Linked DNA regions of Mus musculus: all the other regions are linked to region 1. Evidence: chromatin contacts called from public promoter capture Hi-C data. All regions are on one chromosome and are shown on one strand. Each heading gives the region's core, a stretch centred on a gene start, on an enhancer-like site or on the middle of the called end of the contact. The rest is flanking DNA. Distances are from core to core; before and after follow the strand shown.

Evidence for each region. Promoter capture Hi-C pulls out the DNA fragments that hold promoters and counts their contacts.
Region 2: a promoter capture Hi-C map of liver shows a contact between it and region 1, with 2.6 times the contacts expected there. The contact joins the promoter of Chd1l here to the promoter of Mcl1 in region 1. A contact is called at or near these places in 1 of 39 promoter capture datasets (liver) and 1 of 115 datasets of contacts at active chromatin or transcription factors (pancreatic cancer cells).
Region 3: a contact with region 1 is called in a promoter capture Hi-C map of pre-B cells, with 2.4 times the contacts expected there. The contact joins the promoter of Pias3 here to the promoter of Mcl1 in region 1. A contact is called at or near these places in 2 of 39 promoter capture datasets (liver and pre-B cells) and 1 of 115 datasets of contacts at active chromatin or transcription factors (pancreatic cancer cells).

The regions. Positions count from the first base shown.
Region 1 is chr3:95,657,154-95,660,835 of GRCm38.p6, reverse strand. It overlaps Mcl1 (myeloid cell leukemia sequence 1), which reads right to left and starts at 2,115. Exons shown (of 3, transcript NM_008562.3): 1 at 1,349-2,115; 2 at 828-1,075; 3 at 1-129. The coding sequence starts at 1,979. The coding sequence ends at 13.
Region 2 is chr3:97,608,319-97,612,000 of GRCm38.p6, reverse strand. It overlaps Chd1l (chromodomain helicase DNA binding protein 1-like), which reads left to right and starts at 1,811. Exons shown (of 23, transcript NM_026539.2): 1 at 1,811-1,938. The coding sequence starts at 1,830. It also overlaps a transcript of Fmo5 not described here.
Region 3 is chr3:96,695,184-96,698,865 of GRCm38.p6, reverse strand. Pias3 (protein inhibitor of activated STAT 3) reads right to left here and starts at 1,790. Exons shown (of 14, transcript NM_001165949.1): 1 at 1,671-1,790. The coding sequence starts at 1,694.

The DNA.
Region 1 (3,682 bases), core at 866-3,365:
GCACTCACAAGGCTATCTTATTAGATATGCCAGACCAGCCCCTACTCCAGCAACACCCGCAAAAGCCAGCAGCACATTTCTGATGCCGCCTTCTAGGTCCTGTACGTGGAAGAACTCCACAAACCCATCCTAGAAAACAAAAAAGAAAAGCACATTTTCAAGTATGGGTTTCTGCTGTTGTAACACTACATACAGAGAAACGGTGAATTAAAATATCCCCCAAACAATGGTGAACCAATTACCTACTTCTGGGATGCAAGAGACACTTCTGGAGTTCTTTCCAGTGAGTAACCACACAACAGTTACCTTACAGCAGTTGTATTGCACCTCAATTATTTTTGCACAGACTGAGCAGGGCCCATAACCAACCACTCTTTGGATCCATCCCCATGTAGTATTTCTCCCATGGGTATTTCCTAATGAGAATGAGTGCACCTTACACCAGAGCTGGTGTATTTGGGTATTAACTTCTAAAATGCAGGCTCTACCCCTTATCCATTTGATTAAAATGAGGGGGATGTAATTTAGTCATCACAGGTGACTCTTACTTCTTCACGGTTTGAATCCACTGCTCTGAAGATTATCCAACTGAATTAGAAGTACAACCTACAGAATACAAGACCTTTTGGTACAATTCAAGACCGTCATAATGAGTTTTTCTCTGGACCTACCACCTACAACGACCAACATCATGCAACAAGAGATACATAAATTAAATCTGAAACCGGAGAGAAACTTTGTAAAAACCCTCTAGGTGCCTTCTCCTTCACAAAATCCTGCACCCCATTTCCACTCCACGGTCCCTTTATATCACAAGACGAACTTACCCAGCCTCTTTGTTTGACAAGCCAGTCCCGTTTCGTCCTTACAAGAACATCTGTGATAGTTTCTGCTAATGGTTCGATGAAGCTTTCTTGGTTTACGCTCTTTAAGTGTTTGGCCACAAAGGCACCGAAAGAAATAAGAGTCACAATCCTGCCCCAGTTTGTTACGCCATCTTTGAAAACATGGACCATTACTCGAGAAAAAGATTTAACATCGCCTTCGTTTTTAATGTCCAGTTTCCGGAGCATGCCTGAGAAGAAAAGCAAGAAACCTCATGGCCTCCTTTGTCTGCAGCGGGGCACTACCCTTCTGCCCACCCACGACGAGGGGACCGTGCTCTCCCGGCTCTAGAGCAGTCAGGCAGACCCCACGCCGACAGTGACATCCCACCCTTTCCGGTCTTTGAACCCAACAGCCAGATGGGCGGAAACAATGACTCACAGCCAGAAAATTCTGGTTGCAGAGCCAGGCTCCGGCTCTTCCCTCTTCCCGCACGGCCCGGCCCGGCCCGGGCGCCGCTTACCCTGGAAGGCCGTCTCGTGGTTGCGCTGCACGCCGTCGCCCACGCGCCGCAGGGTCTCCAGCGCTCTCCGGCCCGCCGCGCCCGCCTCGCCCAGAGGCTTCGAGTCCTTGGAGCCGGTCGCCTGCTCCCGCAAGTAGCGCGAGATGATCTCCAGCGACTGGCGGTATAGGTCGTCCTCTTCCTCCTCGGGCGGCGGCGGCGTGGAGGGCAGAGAGCCGTCGGCCCCGGAGCTCTTGGCCGCCTCGCTCACGCGCTCCAGGAGGGGCAGCACGGCCGGGCGCTTGCCGATGGCCTCCGGCTCGCAGCCGTCCAGTTCCTCCTCCGGAGACACGATGGCGGCGGCGGCCGACGCGGCCATCTCCTCGGGCGGCACGGCGAGGAGGCCGGGCGACTTATGCAGCCGCCTTTCGGCCGACGCGGTGACGTCGGGGTCCTCGGCGCCCACGGGCGGCGGCCGGGCGACCACCCGCGCGCCGGGCAGCAGGGCGGCCTCCCCTCCCCCCTCGCGCCGCGCCTTGGCCTCCTCGGCCACCAGGCGCGCCCCTGCCGGAGAACCGCCGCCCGCGCCGAGGCTGGCGCCGCCGCAGTACAGGTTCAAGCCGATGACCGCGTTTCTCCGCAGGCCAAACATGGTCGGACGCCGCAGGCTGAGGGGAAGGAGCGGGGAAGGCCGCGACTCCAGACCGGAGGCAGGCGGAAGTCAGGAGTGAGGAAGGCCGTTCCCTGCCGCCGCCTTAGGGCCGTGCTGACGCAGGCGAGGACTTCCCGTAAAAGGGGAAAGGGGCGGGCGTTTCCGGAGGGCTGGCCCGGCCACTCCGCGCCTCTTCCGGCCGGAGCGCTCTCGCGGCTTCCGCGGCTACGGTTGGCGGAGCGCGGTACCTGGCCTTGGCTCGCGGACGGATTGTGCTTTTTTGTCCGGTACAACTCTCAGCCCGGCTGGCCAAGTGCTTGGCTTCCCGGGGAATGGTTCCTGCTCGGGAACGCCTGCTGATCTGTGTCGGTTTTTGAATTTCAAGCTGCCCTGGAACTCTGCATAGCCCAGGCTGGTCCTAACGTTAGGCAGTCCTGCCTTAGCCTTTCTCGTTGCACTACCTGCTGTGTTTTTATAACATACCAGTCTTAAACACTTTTTTGTTTGTGTGTATTTGTGGTTGTGTGCCTGCCTCCAGGTGGGTGCTGGGAGTTAAACCCTGGAAGAGCAAACCAGGGAGGGCATCTCCAGTCTCATACACAAAGGAATATTAACCATTGATTTGCTTAAAAGTTAGGGGGAGTCCTGCTCTGTCATTTTTCTACTGTGAGCCCTCACTCCCTGTGTTCCAAAATGACTTTCCGTTCCGGTTTTTTTTGTTTTTTGTTTTTTGTTTTTGTTTTTTTGTTTTTCGAGACAGGGTTTCTCTGTGTAGCCCTGGCTGCACTGGAACTCACTCTGTAGATCAGGCTGGCCTCAAACTCAGAAATCCTCCTGCCTCTGCCTCCCGAGTGCTGGAATTAAAGGCGTGCCCCACACTGCCTGGCCAAAATGACTTTTCATGGACAGCTATTAAGGGGTTATTTATGTGGAGCCTGTGAAAGATTCAACTGGTGAAAGGCTCCTGAAACCCAGCCCTAAAGACCTGAGTTCAATACACAGAACCCACCTAACAATGAAGGAGTGAGACCACTTTCCAGAGTTGACCTCTGGCTGCCAGAAGAGCCTAGCTCCCTACCCTATCCCCAAACAGTAAAAGTCTAAAATATGAGCCATTTATGGTGGCTAGGCCTATAGCTCAATTGGCAGAAGAGCTTGCCCAGGCCTGGGGAGGCAGAGGCAAGAGACTCAATTTAAAACTCATTTTTGGCTACATGATGAGCCTGCTGTCTAAAATGAACAAAGGATGGTTACGGGAGTAACTCAGTTGGTAGAGAATTTGCCTACCCTTGTAGAAGTCCTGGGTTGATCCCCAGCACCATATAAAACGGTGAAGATCTTTGGTGGACTGGTTAGACTTAATATCAACTTGACACAAGCTGGAATTCCATGGACTGGCGGTCCTGGGTTCTGTAAGAAAACAGGCTGAGCAAGCCATGGGAAACAAGCCAGTTAGCAGCTCCTGCCCATGGCCTCTGCCTCTAGGTTCCTGCCCCGTTTGAGTTCCTGTCCTGATGTCCTTCAGTGATGAACAGTAATGTGGAAGCAAGCTAAGCCCAATGAACCCTTTTCTCCCAAGCTGCTTTTGGTTGTGGTGCTTTGCCATAGCAACAGAGACCCAAACTAAGACACTTGGTCTACATAGGAAGCGCCCATCAGCCAGGGTTAAAAGGTTGAGACCCTGTCTCAAACCAGATAGATAG
Region 2 (3,682 bases), core at 562-3,061, 2.0 Mb before region 1:
AGTCACACCTTCCTCTCAGGAGTTTGAGGAAGCCTTGCCACCGACAAGCTAGCCTACAGGGTCAGTCCAGCCCCACTATGCAACGCCCATGGCTTTGGTCGGCATCAATCACTTTCTTTCCAATTTTAATTTTATTCCTAGATGGAGGGGAAGAAAGCGGTTATAAGTGAGTGGAAAGCACTTCAGGAGAACCGGAGTGCCTCCAGCTACAGCTTTAGCACTGTCTGCCTGGACTGTTAACTGAATTCTATTTCCCCAGTACAGGGGAAATCTGGCACACGAGGCACACGATGGCAGTGTTGGTTAAATAACAGCTGATACTCAAAACCAACCCTTGGTAAGCATTTCTAGTGACTTGGGGACTCAAGAGTACGGTCAGAAGTGCTGCCAGAGTTTTGATTTGGGGGGACTCTCAACAAACCAGGTCCAGCCATTTGCCCCTCCCCCCCCAATCAAATGGAAAAACGACTAGTGAAAAAAGGACTGTATTCAATACAGCTCTATTGGAAAACGGGGGCAAGTTTGTTCAGTTCCACTGGTAAGGGACAGATAACACACTATGTTCTTGTAAGAGCCCACTAGTAGTTCATATTATAAACAAGAAACTTCAAGTACCCACTGAGAACTGTTTTTTTTTTTTTTTTTTTGAGTTAATCTTTAACCTCAACGTAATTGATCACAGAGGGGTGCGATGACCTTGGTGTATCTGACACCTCCACTCTTGATCTGGTTGTACCTCAGGTCTGGTTCTGTGTGTTCCTGGAGAAGTCTGTATAACGGGATAATTGATCACAGAGGGGTGCGATGACCTTGGTGTATCTGACATCTCCCCTCTTGATCTGGTTGTACCTCAGTTCTGGTTCTGTGTGTTCCTGGAGAAGTCTGTATAACGGGATGGGTAAAGTCCCTTAGTCATTAGAGGACTACTTCTGCATAGTGGGGCCAGCCTTGGTCCTTCTTAGGACAACGTGGCCATTAGTTATTTGTTATTTGTTTTTGTTTTTATCACACATAGATGTTCTGTTTGAATGGCTACTCTTGGAATCTTGAGGGGATGGGGGGGGGGGAAGTTCTCTCGCACTTTATTTTTAAGAAAAGGTTTACTGCACCTTAGGCTGGTTTCAAACTTGTGTAGCTGAGGCTGACCGTGAGCTCCGGTCCTCCTGCCGACAGCTCCCTAGGGCTAGGATTACAGGTGCTCACCCTCATGCCCCACCCGAGGGCTTGGTACATTCGAGGCAAGCATTCTGCTAACTGAGCTTTGATCTTTATTATTTATTGACACCTTCCTGCTTTGCAGCCCAGGCTAGACTGAACTCACAAATTCTCCTGCCTCAGCCTCCCCAATGCTGAGATTACAGGAATGTACCACCAGGGTCTTTTCTTTGAATGTATCTTGTCACTACACATTTTAAGAGATAAAGTTAATCTTATTTTGGTGTTTTTAGTCATACATGAAGAAAAAGGTTAGATAATATAAGACGTATCTACCTTGTAGTACTAGTTTTTAGGCATGTGCATCGTAACTGAAAACATGGAAAGCTGCTCAGGAATCGGACCCAAAGTTTAAAGAAGACAGATAAGAAATTAAGGGGGGGTGGGGAGCTTGCCAAGTTTTGAGCTTGCTGTTAGCTACCCAAGCAACCCAAGTTAGGAGTCAGAGCTTTTAGCAAAGGCAGCCTCTAGGTCCTAGTCGCAGACGCACACTTAGACCAGAGTCTTCCGCACCTGCGTGCTAAGGAAGCGTGGGAAGGCGCGCGAGCTGCGCCCTCTGGCGGCGGTGCGTTGTACTCCGCACGCGCGGGAGCGAAGGCGCGGGGCCTCTCGGGATGGCGAGCGGCTTGCCGCGCTTCCTGCAGGCGCTGCCGGCCGAACACGGGCCGGAGCCGCTTCGGACGCGGGTGCAGGAACCGGACTTACAGCAGTGGGGCTTGACTGGTGAGCGGGCCGGGGACGCCCGGGGGCGGGCGGGAGCCGGGAAGGCGCGCGGCAGCGCTGGCCTACGCGGGGACAGCGGGGGAGCCAGCAGCTTCCCGGCCGCTCTCGCTCCTCCCAGTCTGCGTTTCCCTGCCGACTGGGCATGCGCACTCACTTGTTGCGGCTCCCTAATGAACTCTCAAAGTTGCGCTGCCCAGCAAAGTTTGTCCTGTCCTGTGCCTCTTGTGCTTTCGTATTAAGCCCACTTGCCATTACGAGTCCCAAGTGAGGGGATCCCACATGTGTGGACCCCAGGTGTGTAGGCTCCAGATGTGTAGACCTCAGTTTGTAGGTTCCAGATTTAGAGACCGCCGGCCTGCAGACCCCAGTGGACCTGGAGCATCCTCATCCTGCGGCGTTCTCTCTATTCCACATCCCAAGACTCCTTTCCTTATGTGTCTGCTGGGAATGTAGTGCTGGTGTAACGGAAAGTCATAATGACTCACCAGTTGTCACCTCGTGGTCGTTATTTGTTGCTGTCGAGAGAGTACTGTGGGGTATGGGGAGCAGATAAACAAAATAAATAGCGGCCCTAGGACCCAGTTTCTTTACTAGCGGATACGTGCTTTTGAAAGCATAAGGAAGCGCTTGACTTACACGTGCCAAGTACCACCAAAAGGTGAGGGTTTGGAAAGGCAACAAAATGTGCCTTTCTGCCAGGCGGTGGCGCACCCTTTAACCCAGCGCTTGGAAGGCAGTGGCAGGTGGATCTCTGAGTTCAAGGTCAGCCTGCTCTACACAGCTAGTTCCATGATAGCCAGGGCTATGTAATAGAGAGACTCGTTCTTTAAAAAAAAAAAAAAAGTTCCGTTAGCTTAGAGGAGGGGCAGATGACGATGAGGGCGAAGTGAAAGACAAGCAGTTCATATTAATATTTTCCATTTATATTCAACTTTAAAATTTTTATTTTTGAGATTATAGTTACACCTCCTCTTTACTTCTTTACACTCTCATAAACCCTCCCATTCTCTCCTTCAAATCCATGTTCCCTCCCCCCACTTAATCGTTATCCTATGCTTATACCTATGTACATAAATACTCCTAGATATACTAGTTCAGTGTGTTTAGTGTCACTTGTATGTACGTTTCAGGGCTGACTGGTTGGCACTGGACAGCCAGTTGGTGTGCTCCTCCCTAGAGAAGACCCCTTTTATTGCTCTTAGCTTTTCTTAGTTGCCTGTAGTTCTTTGTGTAGGATTGAGGCCTCAATGGCTCCTCTCTGTTCATTTTGGCATGCTCACTGGTACTATCTGCATGTGTGGGCAGTCATGTTGGTGACAGTGTAAACAAAGCGTCTGGTGTTACTTGGAGACACAATTTGACAACAAAGTTTTTGACCTTGCTTTCTGTCCCCTCTTCCACAATACCTTAGGTGTGGATCTATCCATTGGGACTGAGTTCTACACTCTGCATTCTAATTGGTTGTGGTCCTCTCTATTGCTCTCCATCTCTGTCAAAGGAAAGTTTCCTTGATGAGGGGAGAGGACTGCGCTTATTTGTGGGTATAAGGACAAGTGTTAGTAGAAGGCAGCATTACAGCTCAGGGTTCTCTGATTCCTGTTTCTCAAGTCCTTCCACCTCTGGGCATGCACCCTAGGTCAATAGAAATGGACTGTCTATTTTGGGGATCTCCTGGACAGCCCCGACAGCACAGTTCAGTTGCCCTTTCTGTTTACTAGAATAAATGCAGTATTCAGAGATGGCA
Region 3 (3,682 bases), core at 541-3,040, 1.0 Mb before region 1:
ATGTGTAGGGGAGAAGTCCCCAAGTCTCAGTAATTGGCCAGACTTACTCCATCTGTCAGTGATCGCTAATTTCTCTGCCAGTGAAATGAGCCAATTCAAGCCAAATTAGATTAGATTAAAGGTAAATTTGCCGGGCGTGGTGGCGCACGCCTTTAATCCCAGCACTCGGAAGGCAGAGGTAGGCGGATTTCTGGGTTCCAGGCTAGCCTGGTCTACAAAGTGAGTTCCAGGACAGCCAAGGCTACACAGAGAAACCCTGTCTCGAAAAAAACAAAAAAACAAAAAAAAACAAAAACAAAAAAAAAGTTAAGTTTATTAGGAAGCTGTCCTAAGGGAATCGCCATAGGGTGGAGGAAAGGGGGGGGGAACGCACAAAATGTCTGGATTATATAGGGAAGAACCTTGGGGGAAGGGCAGCCCAGCCCCTGGGCTGGAAAGTTTAGGGTTGAGGCCTTAGAATGCCAGGTAGGGACTGAGGGATGCTGGGAGAACCTGGAGGCCAGGGCTGCTTTGAGATGTAAAATATGCACCTCAGCCCCCTTGTCCTGGGGTCTGAAACCAAACAGTCCAGAACTACCATCTTCCTTCTTTCTCTCATACATGGTATATTCATAGATAGCCACCAGGGTGGGAACCAAGGCAAACTTCTCAACAGAGACCCCAAGAGAATGAGAATGGGGTCTGTGAACCAAAGCACAGAAGTCAGCTCTTAAACGTGGATGGCCCAATGGCTAGAACTCAGGCTTACTCGGGACAAGGATGGGGCGAAGCCAGAAGATGGGGGAATGAAGGTCTAAGGTTCTGTAGGATATCTTCTGGTGTGGTTCCTTGGAGACTGTGTTGTGGTGGGGCAAGATCTCTCTCCTTCTAGGGCTCCCTTCTGTGAATGTCTAGAAGACCTAGTCACGGGTGGACCATTAGCTCTCCCAAGTTCTTTTCCTCCTGGTCTCCTTTTCAGGAATGTGATGAAAACCTTGTCCTTCTCTCTACCTTTCCATCCTTGGCTCCTCCTACTTGTTTTTATTTCTCCACTGGCTCAATAACTTTTTTTCTATCCAGTGGTTCACACTTCTCTACCTCTCCAACCACAGGACCTCATTAGGACAGTTCCTTACTCTAAGCCTCCAGGATGCTCCTGCCTCATCTCTTAAGGTACGCTCCTGTACAGCCCCGCCCCCTTACGTCTCAGCCCCCCTATCGGTACTGCCCAAGGCTCGGATGCCCACAGCAGCCCCAAGCCTAAGCTTCAGGTCCCCGGGAGCTTGATAACATCTGGTCCTCGGGTCCCATCCCTACGGCTCCCCCTCACTGTCACACCTCTTGGCCTGATGGACTCACCCCTACGCCTCTAGAGGAGCTTTCCCTCGCCCGCCTGTACCCTGCAACTACCTACTACTAAAAGCGGCTACGGCCCCGCGTCCCCGCCCCTTGTGCCTCGGCCCTCCGGGGCGACAATTCCCCCCTCCGCCCCACCCCTGCATCTGCCCTGCGGCCCCGCCCCCGGGGCGCCACCGCAGCCCCTTTTCGCGGCCGCTGCCCGCGCATCCCTGTAGCCAGTCCCTGCCACGTCGCCCGCACCCACCCCATCCCGCTGCGCCCAGCCTGGTCGCCTCCCCGCCTCAGCGGGCAGCCGAGCGAGTCCTGCTGGGGCTGGGGGAGGGGGCCGGTACCTTTAACTCGCCCAGCTCCGCCATCTTGAGACATCGCAGGCGCCCCAGCCCGAGCCGGAGCTCAGGCCCAGGGACCGGCGCAAACTCTCCGCCCCAGCGCCGGCCGCAAAGGCCGCCTGCTCCGCCCCGTCCGGCCCCCTACACCTCCCCTTCCCGGCCCCGCCCGCCGGGCTCCGGACCGCCGCCGGCCTCGCCCCTTCTCCTGCAGCCGGATGGCCGGGGCAAGTCTCCCGGCGGCGGGAGACACGGTGGCCCCGCAGGGAGTGTGCAGCCCGGGGATCTCGGGGCCCTGCGGGTAACGACGAGAAGGCGGACCCGAAGGGATGGGCTTTTAGGCAGCCAAGGATACTTGAAAGATGGAGGGAAAGTATCCGGAACTGCCGGAGCTCCGAGGGATGGGGGAGGGGCGGCGAAGTTGGAGCCCCTGTCCCCCGGAGATCTCCGCCGCAAGTTTAGTTAGCGAAATCCCAGAGTCCCGCCAACTCTGAAAGTGATGCTCTCCTGTCCTTTTTGGGGGAAGTTGGGGACTTGCGAACTGTTGGAGACGGCTGTTCCGAATTCTTCACCTCCCCCGAACACAGCAATTACAAGCTTAGGTCCTGCTAGCGCCATACGACTCAAGGCTTGACAGGCAACAAAGTTGGGTGCGGAAAGCAGGACTTACCCGCAGAGTTGCGGGGGTGAGCCCCGGTGCAGAAAGGGCTCGCGCAGCTCCGGCAGTCTGCTGCACGGCTGGAGTTCAGTCGGGCAGCTGGACGCTGCAGCCGCAGCACCGCCCGGGCCTGAGCTCCGCCCGGCCAAGCGTTGCTGCTGGGGCCGCCCCCTCCAGGGTAAGCCCGCCAGGACCTCGGAGAGGGGAGAGGGGCGGAGCCCAGGAGCCGGGCGGGAGTTATTAACTCCTCTGAGCGCTGAGGAGAGAAGAGATTCTGGGCATTCAAAGTTTGAGTAGTCCTTTGATCCCTTGCGGGAGGGAGTGTAGAGCCTGGACTGGGCTGGACTGGGACTATGTGCATTGGGACTCTGGTTGTTTAGAAAGGTTATAGGATGAGATCTCCATCTATCTGGGGGAAAACCTGGGCTACAAATGGAAAATAAGCAGCCCAATCCCTACAGATAACCCTCTATCTCCCAACCTCCAAATATGCTTTCAGTAACTAGGGATCCCACAGTTGGTGAACACAAGGAGATACAGGTACAGAAGACACACTTCTGCCCCTCTTTAAAGTGCCTACTTCCTCCTCCAAAGCTTTGGACCCTCCAAAGGGCCCTGTTTCAACCAAGTTGGTCACTTAACCTGACGATTTGAGTAGTTCATTTCTTTGTTTGTTTGTTTGTTTGTTTGTTTTTCGAGACAGGGTTTCTCTGTGTAGCCCTGGCTGTCCTGGAACTCACTCTGTAGACCAGGCTGGTCTCGAACTCAGAAATCCACCTATCTCTGCCTCCCGAGTGCTGGGATTAAAGGCATGAGCCACCACTGCCTGGCTGAGTAGTTCATTTCTATATCTATAAAGATAGCTACTTTAAGGCACTGTTCCTTATACTAGTTATCGTAAAAACTCCACATTTTATAGTTGTTTGGGGCCTCAGGGATAATGTCATTTGTCCAGTAAATATTTGTAAAGGGGGGAGGTAAATATTAAAGTGGCAATCAGGGATTGCTAGGTGCTGAGGGCTTAAAACCATTCGAAAGCTCAGTCTGGCATCAGAGGCAAGTTGTACAACAAACATGCAAAATAATAAAAAGCTCTAGTAAATACTAGGAATAATCTCATTTAGTTTAAGCCTTCAGTGTAATCCTTTCCATGAGCCCCAACCTAAGCTGCAGGCCATAAAGTGCTAACAATATTTCTAGTGCCTGTTAATTATACTTGACTACTTCCTGGTTTTGTTCCTAGGGAAATAACCACCCTCTCCTAACACTGGGGATTGGGGAAGGGAGTTGTTGCTTGCTGTTTGAAATGATGGGCCCCTCAAGCTAAATTTAGGCTTAAGTACTTGGCCCTAAATCTCAT